2 separate regions of the Sus scrofa genome follow, and region 1 is linked to region 2. A link is a contact called in public Hi-C data. All regions are on one chromosome and are shown on one strand. The core of a region is the stretch at or near the end of the contact, and the rest is flanking DNA. Distances in the headings are between cores, read along the strand shown.

What was found. A called contact is a pair of places that touch in the nucleus more often than the background predicts.
Region 1: a Hi-C map of liver shows a contact between it and region 2, with 5 times the contacts expected there. The contact joins two enhancer-like sites. A contact is called at or near these places in 1 of 5 promoter capture datasets (liver), 20 of 47 Hi-C or Micro-C datasets (alveolar macrophages, embryonic fibroblasts, fetal heart ventricle and 9 more) and 2 of 2 datasets of contacts at active chromatin or transcription factors (alveolar macrophages and skeletal muscle).

Annotation. Positions count from the first base shown.
Region 1 is chr4:129,298,172-129,302,899 of Sscrofa11.1, forward strand. No RefSeq gene overlaps it. Among named protein-coding and RNA genes, the nearest start is that of SELENOF, 42 kb to the left of the region's middle. Within about 2 kb of position 3,095, at least 11 of the 83 cell types and tissues checked have an H3K27ac peak or open chromatin away from gene starts, as enhancers often do. A contact at or near this core is called in fetal liver and liver, where this site is marked.
Region 2 is chr4:129,230,425-129,235,278 of Sscrofa11.1, forward strand. The region is part of intron 1 of HS2ST1 (heparan sulfate 2-O-sulfotransferase 1); the gene reads right to left. Among named protein-coding and RNA genes, the nearest start is that of HS2ST1, 26 kb to the right of the region's middle. Within about 2 kb of position 2,542, at least 2 of the 83 cell types and tissues checked have an H3K27ac peak or open chromatin away from gene starts, as enhancers often do. A contact at or near this core is called in fetal liver and liver, where this site is marked.

The sequences.
Region 1 (4,728 bases), core at 1,845-4,344, 68 kb after region 2:
GCACAACGGGCTGGTCCCTAGAGACCCACTCCTGCTGCTGCCAGGTGCAAACAGTATTAAGTGGCGGTGATGTCGTTTAAAGCTTAGATTTCCAAAAGGCCCCTTTCTGTTTTCTCCCAGAGGCATCACCCGTGCGTCCCGAGGTTCCCTCCCACCCGAGAAACCCACCCGGAGTGGATTTTAACCCTCACATGGGACCCCCGTGCAGAACTCACACGGCGCCCTTTCCACTCGCCGATGGTACTTTCTCTGCTGCCCGGGAAGTCGTGGAGCAGCCTCTTCTCCTGGGCTTAGCACCTCAAATAGGTATTTCTTTACCATCTTTTCTCACTGAAGGTCGTTTTTCTATCAGGAAACTTGTTTTACAGAAGAATCCGAATGAAAACCGTACATCTGAAGGTACATTTTCTTGTCCACTCAGGAGACATTTTTAAAAACAGTGGAGGAGGTCCCTTCGTGGCTCAGCAGTTCACGAACCTGACTAGGATCCATGAGGATGTGGGTTCGGTCCCTGGCCTCACTCAGCAGGTTAAGGATCCAGTGTTGCTGTGATGTAGGTCTGACCTGTGGTGTAGGTCGCAGATGTGGCTCAGATCCCAAGCTGCTGTGGCCGTGGTGTAGGCCAGCAGCTACAGCTCTGATTCAGCCCCTAGCTTGGGAACCTTCATATCCGTGTGTGTGGCCCTGAAAAAGCAAAAAAAAGTATTTTCTTGAGAAAGTTCTGGCAAAGGTGCATGATCTCACACAGCCATGTTCATGCCCGCTGAAGCTACTACTGCTATACCAGAGGAATCGCTCTTGGGGGCAGGGATGAAAAAATCCAGCTGCTTATTATCCATGATGCGCTCACGAGGGCCGGTTCCGTTTGGCTCAAGAATCACTGATCCTCATTTTGCCAAGTTCTGAACAAGTGAAGCTGCCCTTGCCCTCAGCGTGGAATGAGAGAGGATCCAGGCTGCCAAGGTGCCAGACACAAAGAGGCTCAGGAAGAAGCCAAGGCCAAGGCTCAGGCTTCCCACCAGCGTGCCACCCTCAGCCTCCATCCCCCAGCCCTCTGCACGCCCAGATGAAAGGGTTGAATGCCGTCTCATCAGCCCCCTCCCTGAAGCACGGAGCCCTCCCCTCCCTGTCGCACAGGGACCTCTGCTCAATACTCCGTCATAACCAGATGGGAAAAGGAGTTGAATGAGCGTGGAGATACCTGTGGGTATAACTGCCTCTCCTTCCTATGCACCCGCACCGCAACACTGCAAGTCGACTGTACTCCCACCTAAGACGAAAACCACAAAGCAAAAAGAATAAGCGGTTCAAATTGCTCTTTAAAAAAAGAGAGACCCAAGGGAGTTCCTGTTGTAGCTCAGTGGGTAAAGAACTTGGCTAGTATCTATGAGGACGCAGGTTCGGCCCCTGGCCCTGCTCCGTGGGTTAAGGATCCGTGTTGCTGTGGCTGCGGTGTAGGCTGGCCAGTACAGCTCCGATTTGACCCCTAGCCTGGGAACCTCCATATGCTGCACCTTCGGCCCTAAAAAAGGGGAAAAAAGAGAGGGACGCAAGAGAGCTGATCCCTCAACCACGGGAGGACACCACCAGCACATGGCCCTCGGCGAGCCGGGGCCAGATCTGGGGACCTTGGACTTCCCAGGCTGCAGAACTGTCATAAACAAACCTGTGTTTTTCAGCCACCCAGTCGTGACACTTCGTGACAAGAAGCCCAGTCTGACTAAAATCATCTCCTTCTTTCTAACAGGGAGGGCAACTCAGGTCTGGGGCACCAGGTAGCGTTTGCATCTCACCCCGCGCTGTCCCTTCTCTTCTCCAGAGGAGATGCAGTCCACCGTTCAGCTCCTGGCTGCTCCTGACCTGCGGGCCAGAGACCCCAGCTCCTTCCGCAGGCCCTTTATCTGCAACCAGCCAGCAGGAGCCCCTCAGTATTCTGAGATCAGGACTGCAGCTCAGCCTTCAAATAAATCAGCTTAATTCCAGGACAGCCTGAGTAAAAGCAAAACATTGGTCAGAAAAGAACTGGAAGCCCTGATCCCAGAAGCACGCGATCCTCCTTCGAGCAAAGTCCTTTCCGAGAAGGTGGTAAATGTGGGCCTGAGTTTGCTGAAGGCCCCCTTCCTCCCGTCCCCCCACGCGACACACCCTGCTCCCCTTTGCACGTGGAGGAAGCAGGGCTCGGAAGGGTTTGCAGTTGGCATCGTCTGAGGTCGTTTCCCCTCCATCACCCACGGGAGCATCTGGTCTCTCGTGGGCCATGCGCTCCAAGGCAGAGGCCCACACGGCCGCTTGCTCCTCCTCCGCGACAAGGAGCAGAGAAACACCAGGTAAAACCCAACTTCTGGGACAAACAACCAGCACCGGAATGGACTTGGAAAGGGCATGTTTCTCCCCCAAAAGCCTCTATTCAAGGACTGAGATGTCCAGCGTCTCAGCCAGGAGGCCACCTGTGACCCTCTAGACGAAGAAGGGTCATGTTTCATCAAAGGGAAGCCTGTGTCAGGACTCTTGCCGTGTCATGCACGCAGCAGAACGCAGCCAAAGGCAAACCGCGAATTGAACAGCAAACCTCACCGAGGAGCCCTAAGGCTGTGTGGCTGCAGGTGCGTCTGGAGCAGGAGCCGGCCAGCTGCGTCTCGGTGCCTGTGTTTGTGGCGTTTCACGGGCGCACAGCAGCCCTCACTCTTTCACGTGTTGTCCATGGCTGCTTTCAGGCGACCAGGGCAGCACTGCGTGCTTGCAAGAGAGGCCACATGGTCAGCCAAGCCTAAAGTATTATTAGGTGGCTCTTCCTAGACCTCAGGGCTCAGGTATGTCACCAGGATTCGCTAAGCTCTTGCCCTCGGTTCTGCTCTAAGACGGCTTCACATGCGTCTCCAGCTCTTGCCAAAATCCGAGGGTTTACTCTAAACTGACAGCTTGGTTGAGGTACCCGTCCTCGGATCGGTGCCTCTTGGCTATGAAGTTGGATCTTCACTGAGGCGCTTAGGCCGGGGGCACAGCATCCTGGTGCTGAGGTTGGACCAGCCGCCCCAAGCAACACGGCCTGGGAACAGGGAGGAGCTGTCCAAGGGGAAGGAAGGCCGGAAAGGCAACATCCACAAATGTCCCCTGTAAGACCGCTCCCTCCTCCTCCTTGTGGTTGCATCGTCTCAAGGGATGCTGACGAGCCCCTGTGCAATTTCAGAGACCCTTTAAAGGGTGTTTGCTGATGAGGTTTCAGTGCCAGATAAGGTACTAAGTACCAAATAAATATTACCTCTTTATCCTCCAACAGCTGTAAACGTTAGGCATTTTTATTTCCAATTTACTAATGAGGTGAATAAGGATGAGAGACAGAATAGCTTGGTCTTAAGTCCACGGCCAGGATCGGGACCGAGAGCTGCCGGACTGTCACCTCGAACTGCGCTGCCTCAGCCTCATTTCTGGGAATTCCCTACCACAGCCCTGGCGCCTGAATGGTGCTCGTCAGTGAACTGGTGACCCGCTGGTGACATGCAGCTGACTCACTGGGTGACTTTTAGTAAGTTACTTAATCACTGTTTGGAATCTGTTTCTTCATCTGTAACTTTAACAGTTCAAACTACCCCACTAGCAGAGGGGGCTCCGTGTCCATGCCTTCGAGTTTGCCAGGGAGCGGGGGGAACCCTGCAAGTGCTGCTCTCCCCCCATTCATCCAATCGCGTCATCTTTCCTGCTTGCCACTGGGCTCCTTCGTAAGTCTAATGTACAAAGAGTAAAGCTTTCTGCTGTGGGGAAAAAAATTAACCTTGGGACTAGATGACCCTGAGGCTCTGTCAATATCTGTGCTTGTTCCTGGACCTCTCTCCCTGTCTGTGTCCTGGGAGGCTGACCTGCCCAGGTGGATGCACCCGGAGCTTCTCTGTGCTCTGGCTTCCTATTGGGTTTGGTCGATAGGAACATAGCAGATGAAAGATGAAAGAGAGAGCGTGGGGTATGATGCCTCAGGCTCGGCGGCTAGGTTCAAAGCCACAGCTGCTAGTGCGTGGTCCCCTCCATCAGCTCTGTTTGGGAGGCTGCTCCATCCTCTGCCCCACTCCCATCTAGGAGCAGTGCTGGCTCGCTACCCTGGGGTACGTCACCACCCCTTGGAATCTTGTTGCAATGAGGTTGTGGCTGCTTTATGAGGCCATTGCTGTAAAGAGGCCCTTCTTTGAGCGTCCTCCTGGAGAAGGCGCTCAATGTGGCCAAAGCAGGAAGACCCAGCACTCCGGGCCCCCCACGGAATCGCCACGACTACAGCTACTTACAGTGTCTCCGAGGACAACCTGAAGAGCAGCAGCAACGATCTTCCACAACTGAAGATATGAGGAAAAAAATCCACAACGAAACAGGTAGGAGGGACGGAGACGCGGTCTGGTGGGGCTCACAGCCCTGGGTCAGTGGCCCACGAACGGGAGGAGTATTACAATCGCCGACGTCGTCTCCAAGGAGCAAAGGGACTGGGCCCCACATCAGGCTCCCCAGTCAGGGGAGCACGGGGCTGATGAGCCTGCAGAACGCCTGGCCTTGAAAACCAGCGGGGCTTTCATGAAGAGCCAGAAGGCTACGGGAAACAGCCTCGGCTCTTAAAGGGCACCCGCAAAATCCCACATGCTCCGAATCTCAGGGCAGAGGCAGCCGTCTCAAAGGAGCCTGAGTCAGATCTGCCTGATCTTGGAGAGCCTCCTAGAGAGACAAGAGGTGACTGGGATTTCCCCTGGGGAT
Region 2 (4,854 bases), core at 1,292-3,791:
ACACTTGGAGAGCACAGCATGGTGTTAGGACAAGCCTGCCCAGGCTGAAATCCTGATCCCACCCTTGCTAGATGTGTGGCTGTGGGTCATTCATCCCACGGAAACCATGTTTTCCTCTTTGTGAAATGAGCGGATTCATTAATTTCCTACCCTGATAAGGTTTTTGTAAGGATCGCATTATCAAGTTAAATCATCTAAACCATATAAAAAATTTTAAATAAAAGTCAAGAATTTTTTTTTCTTTAACAATTTGCCATTGCTCTTTTTTTTTTTTTTTTTTTCTTTTTGGCCACCCCAGCAGCATATGGAAGTTCCAGGCTAGGATCTGAATCAAGCCACAGCTGCAACCAAGGCCACAGCTGTGGCAACCCTGCATCCTTAACCCACTGCACCAAGCTGAGGGCCGAAGTGGCACCACACGGAGACAAGCTGGATCATTAGTCCACTGTGCCACAGCAGGAACTCCTCTCACTGCTCTTTAAGATGACAAAATTTATTCAAAAAAGTTAAACTAGATGCTCATAATTTGCTCACTACCTAAAAATTCACTTTGCACACACTTACGACTTGTAGTCCACAACGCTTGCTAATTTAGGTTATCTCCCCCTTCGTAACAGAAAGAACAAAATGTGGCAGACCTTTTCACAGCCATGACTCACCTGTAATTTCAAATGATACACTGTAAATGATTTCAATTTAAATACAATTCATTTTTATTGTCCAAAGATTCAGGGATGGAAGAAAAGTCCTATTCTACAGTTTCTGAATACATTCCTAATCCCTTAAATTCAGCTAGCAAGGTTCTGCATGTAACTAACAAGAAAATACTACTCAAAGTACAAAGAGAAGAAATCACGCAGCAGTATAAACCTCTCTAAATGCAGAATAGCTACAATGGGGATGAGCGCCAGAGGGTAAAAGTGGTATTTTTCCTGGTGGGAAGATCTTCTTAGCGGTGCCCCGTAAAGACACCAATCCTTTCCACCTAAATGACAGATTTTGCTTAAAAAAAAAAAAATCATAACTCTAGACAGCAGAGCAAAAAGTCCCATCACAGACACTGACTGGAAGTAAAGGCATCACGAGGAGATAATCTGAAGGGAAAGTTCCTTTACCATCAGCTCCTTCTAGCAGGTTTACGCTGCTCGAAACCAGACTTTTATGGGCGCATTACCGGTGTTTTTCCACAGCCACAATGGCCCACGGGGAACACTTGTTTGACGCTATCTTCCAGCGAAACGGGTCTAGGCATCTATGTTGTAAAGAACTTTGAGGACTCAACTGATTCCTTTTTAACACTAAACCAGACAAAGAAATTGTTGCTTTGGAAGAATCCTGGCTTTTCCTGAAGATTCTCTATTGGCCTACTTTTCTCTGAATGTGGGACAACCTTGATTCAAAAGGAAAATTTTTAATTCTGAATTTCCACAAAAGGAAATTATCACTTGCATATTTATTTCTTAAAGCGAGAAACCCACTCAGTTAATAACCCAAAACAGTGGCTGCTCAAGCCCTCTCCCTGCCCAATTCTTATCAACGGAGATTTCAAGGAATTTTATATATACATATACACCATTATATAAAGCTTTCTACAGAGGGATCTTGTCAGAGTGGGTATGTGTGAATACATATATTAAGACATCTTTGCAGAGACGGTTCTGTGCTGGTCTCATAGCTCTGCGTGCCCTGAAAGCAGAAGTCCGCTCTTTGCTCCAGGTGCTTGCAAAACAGTGACCTTGGAGGACAGAGCCAGAGCCTCCCTCTAAAGCAAACATTTGTGCTCCCTAAACTCAGGGCTGCTCTCTGTGTGCAGTGTCATCCAGCCCACTTCAGGTCACCGATGGTAGGTGGAGCTCAGGAAACTGACGCAAAAATGCTGATACTCATGTCTTCTTACTGGCGTCCATGCAACTAAAACAGGCTAATTCACTGGTTTGCAATAAAATCTCAGAATTTGTATATCCGTAAGAATAACTGTGTGGTGGGAGTTCCCACTGTGGCACAGTGGGTTAAGGATCCAGGTTGTCTCTGCAGTGGCTCGGGTCCTTGCTGAGGCATGGGTTCGATCCCCAGCCAGGGCAGCGGTTAAGGATCCAGCACTGCAGCTGCACCACCGACTGCAGCTGCAGCTCGGATTCGATCCCTGGCCCGGGCACTTGGATATGCTGAGGGTACAGCCAAAACCAAAAAGTCAGGTGGAAAAAATCCGAGCTCTCCCACGTTTCACTGTTTACTTGGGTTTTGAGAACGTAAGTGGTCATCCAATCCCAGGTCCTTTGTGAGCAGCGGAAAGGATACCTTCCTGGCATCCCTCTGCGATGCAATCATTAACTAGACTACTAAGCTACCTGTTTTCTGGATACTGGCTTCCAAAACCTTTTGCATGTTTCTAGCCACGGGGCCTATGTCTGATGCTTAAAGAAGCCCTTGATGTGACAGGCTCTCCAGCCAGTGGTTTTCAAAGAGCAGTCAATGTATGCATTGTGTGAAAGACCCAGCCAATACCTACGGCTCACCCAGTGAGACCACCGCTCCAGGAGCCGGGCCTCGTGAACAGTAAGAGGGCCCACCATTAGCACCCGGCCCCCGTAACACCTTCCAAATACTGAGGCAGTGCAGTTTGGTACAAAGAGGTCTCGTCCTAGCTCTGCAAGCCTGAAACGAATGAGTCACCGCCGCCACCCCATCTCGTTGCACGCTTCACCTGCCCTGCCGGCACACGAGACCTTACTGGACAGTCAGAAGATCCCTTCAGCTCTAAAATCCTTCCCCTCTCATGCTGCCGGTTACGCAAACTGCTCGGCTCCATGAAGACATTCATCTACCACGGCAGCCGCAGCAACAGCAATTCAGCTGGACGTTCCTCCCAGACACGTGCCATGCTATCTCTGGGTTAGAAAACAATGAAAACAAATTCAGGTGAATCAGCGTCTAAAGTCGAGGAGCCAAGAGGCGGGTAGGTAGCTGCAGTATTATTATTCAAACCAGATGCTGTTGGCCCAGAGCTAAGCTGTCAAACAGCTCCGGCCCAGACAGAGTAATGGGTTCGCCCCGAGCACAGCACCGGGGCGAGCTTCTGTCCCAGAGACGCTCTAGTGTCGTTCAGAGCCTCGGATACTAAGAAGGTGTTTTGTTATCCAAATGGAGTCTTCCTTTCGGGGCCATCGGTTCATGTCCCCGTAACAGTGCGTTTCTACTCGTTTGGGCCGTCGGTTCTGTCCCCGTAGCACTGTGTTTCTACTTGAAGTTCTTCTGAAGCTTATCAGCACATTAATAACGCCGCTTCTTCCCTCGGTCCAGTAATCAATCATCACCGAGTCCGTAAGAAGTTCTCGTACAGCATCTACAGGTCCCTGCACAGCAACTCAACTAGGGAGACCTAAGACGGCAACATCGTCCAAGAGAGACACGGGTCAAATCTAACCTCTTAGCTGTTTGGGTCTTTTCAACCTTTGTAACCTCCCTAAGCCCCACTTCCATCAGAGGATAACAACTGTGACACAGAACCGTTTGTAAGAATTAAGAGAGACCATTTCATCAAGGGCCTAACACAGACGTGCACACATGGCAAACATTTAACATTATTCAATGCCCCGGAATCCATGACATTCCACTCTCTGCTCCCTGTCTTCCCAACGGTACGCCCCTACTTCCTAAGAGTACTGTACACTTTCAACATGTCATAACCCATCTCATATGTTAAAAAGACCTCACGCGCCCCATTTGCATACCTCTGATCATGTCCTACTCTCCGCCTGAATTTCCCCTGTCAAATTCTTCCCCACTCTTAAAACCCCTGATCAGATCCCATTCTCCTTCAAGAGAACTTCAAATACTAACTCCTTTCAGAAAGGCGGTCAGACCCCTGGTGCTTGCAGCTGGTGCTCAAAGGGAAACAAACCCCGAAGAAAATTGAGAAGACTAGAAGAGATAACAGGTGCTCTGCAGAAAGTCGAAACTCACAGCATGAATATTAGAAAAATGAATAAATCTTCATTTCAAAGCTCAACTTATAACGAAAGCAGAGCAAAGGCAGCCGAACGTCCAGTAGACACAGGAGTTCCTTCACGAGCATGTGAGTTAATGAATGTAAGGAAAAGGCCTGGGAAGTTAAAAATAGTTTCTTCATGGTTCTATGCAGATTTAGGAACTGGAATATCTATGTTGGAGAAAAAGGCTCGCCATAGCCTTCAAGGAAATACGCCTTCCATATTTTAAAAAAATCCTAAATATCAAGATACCATTAGAAAAACACATTTTTTATATTAATAAAGAGAAAGGGTGTTTGCCCCAATCTTACCTGGTCCATGAAGAAAAACTCGCTTCTTAGCCAGGGGAATGGGACGGGGTAGGGTGAGGGCATGCGGCGAAGAAGGTCTCCCCTTGAAATAAGAAATCTCTAACACAGCCCAGACATGGACCCTTTTTCGTAGCCCACAAATAAACACTTAAGTTAGTGCCCAGAAATACAGTCCTCCAAAAAGCTGACTTTCTTATATATAAATGCAAAATATTTTCATGATTTCTGAAATAATTTTACTCATATTTTGAACCCTAAAAAGATTCACGATCTTTGCTGCAACCGCTTCAGCCCTTCATGTGCGAACCAAAGAGAAGAGCAAACAGAAACAAGACGATTTAATCAACAGTACCCCATTTTAACTGGGCAGTGCAGACTCAAGTCTACATGAATTCTAGGCATTATCTAAAATTTAAAGGCACTGACCTCTTCTTTGATGGCAAATTTACTAAGGATAAAAGAGCTGGCTGGTCTCAGTGCTGCTGGCCGCTGGTGCCTATGCGTGCCAACAACCCAGCCCCATAAACACGGAATTCTGGGCACCCACTGGTCCC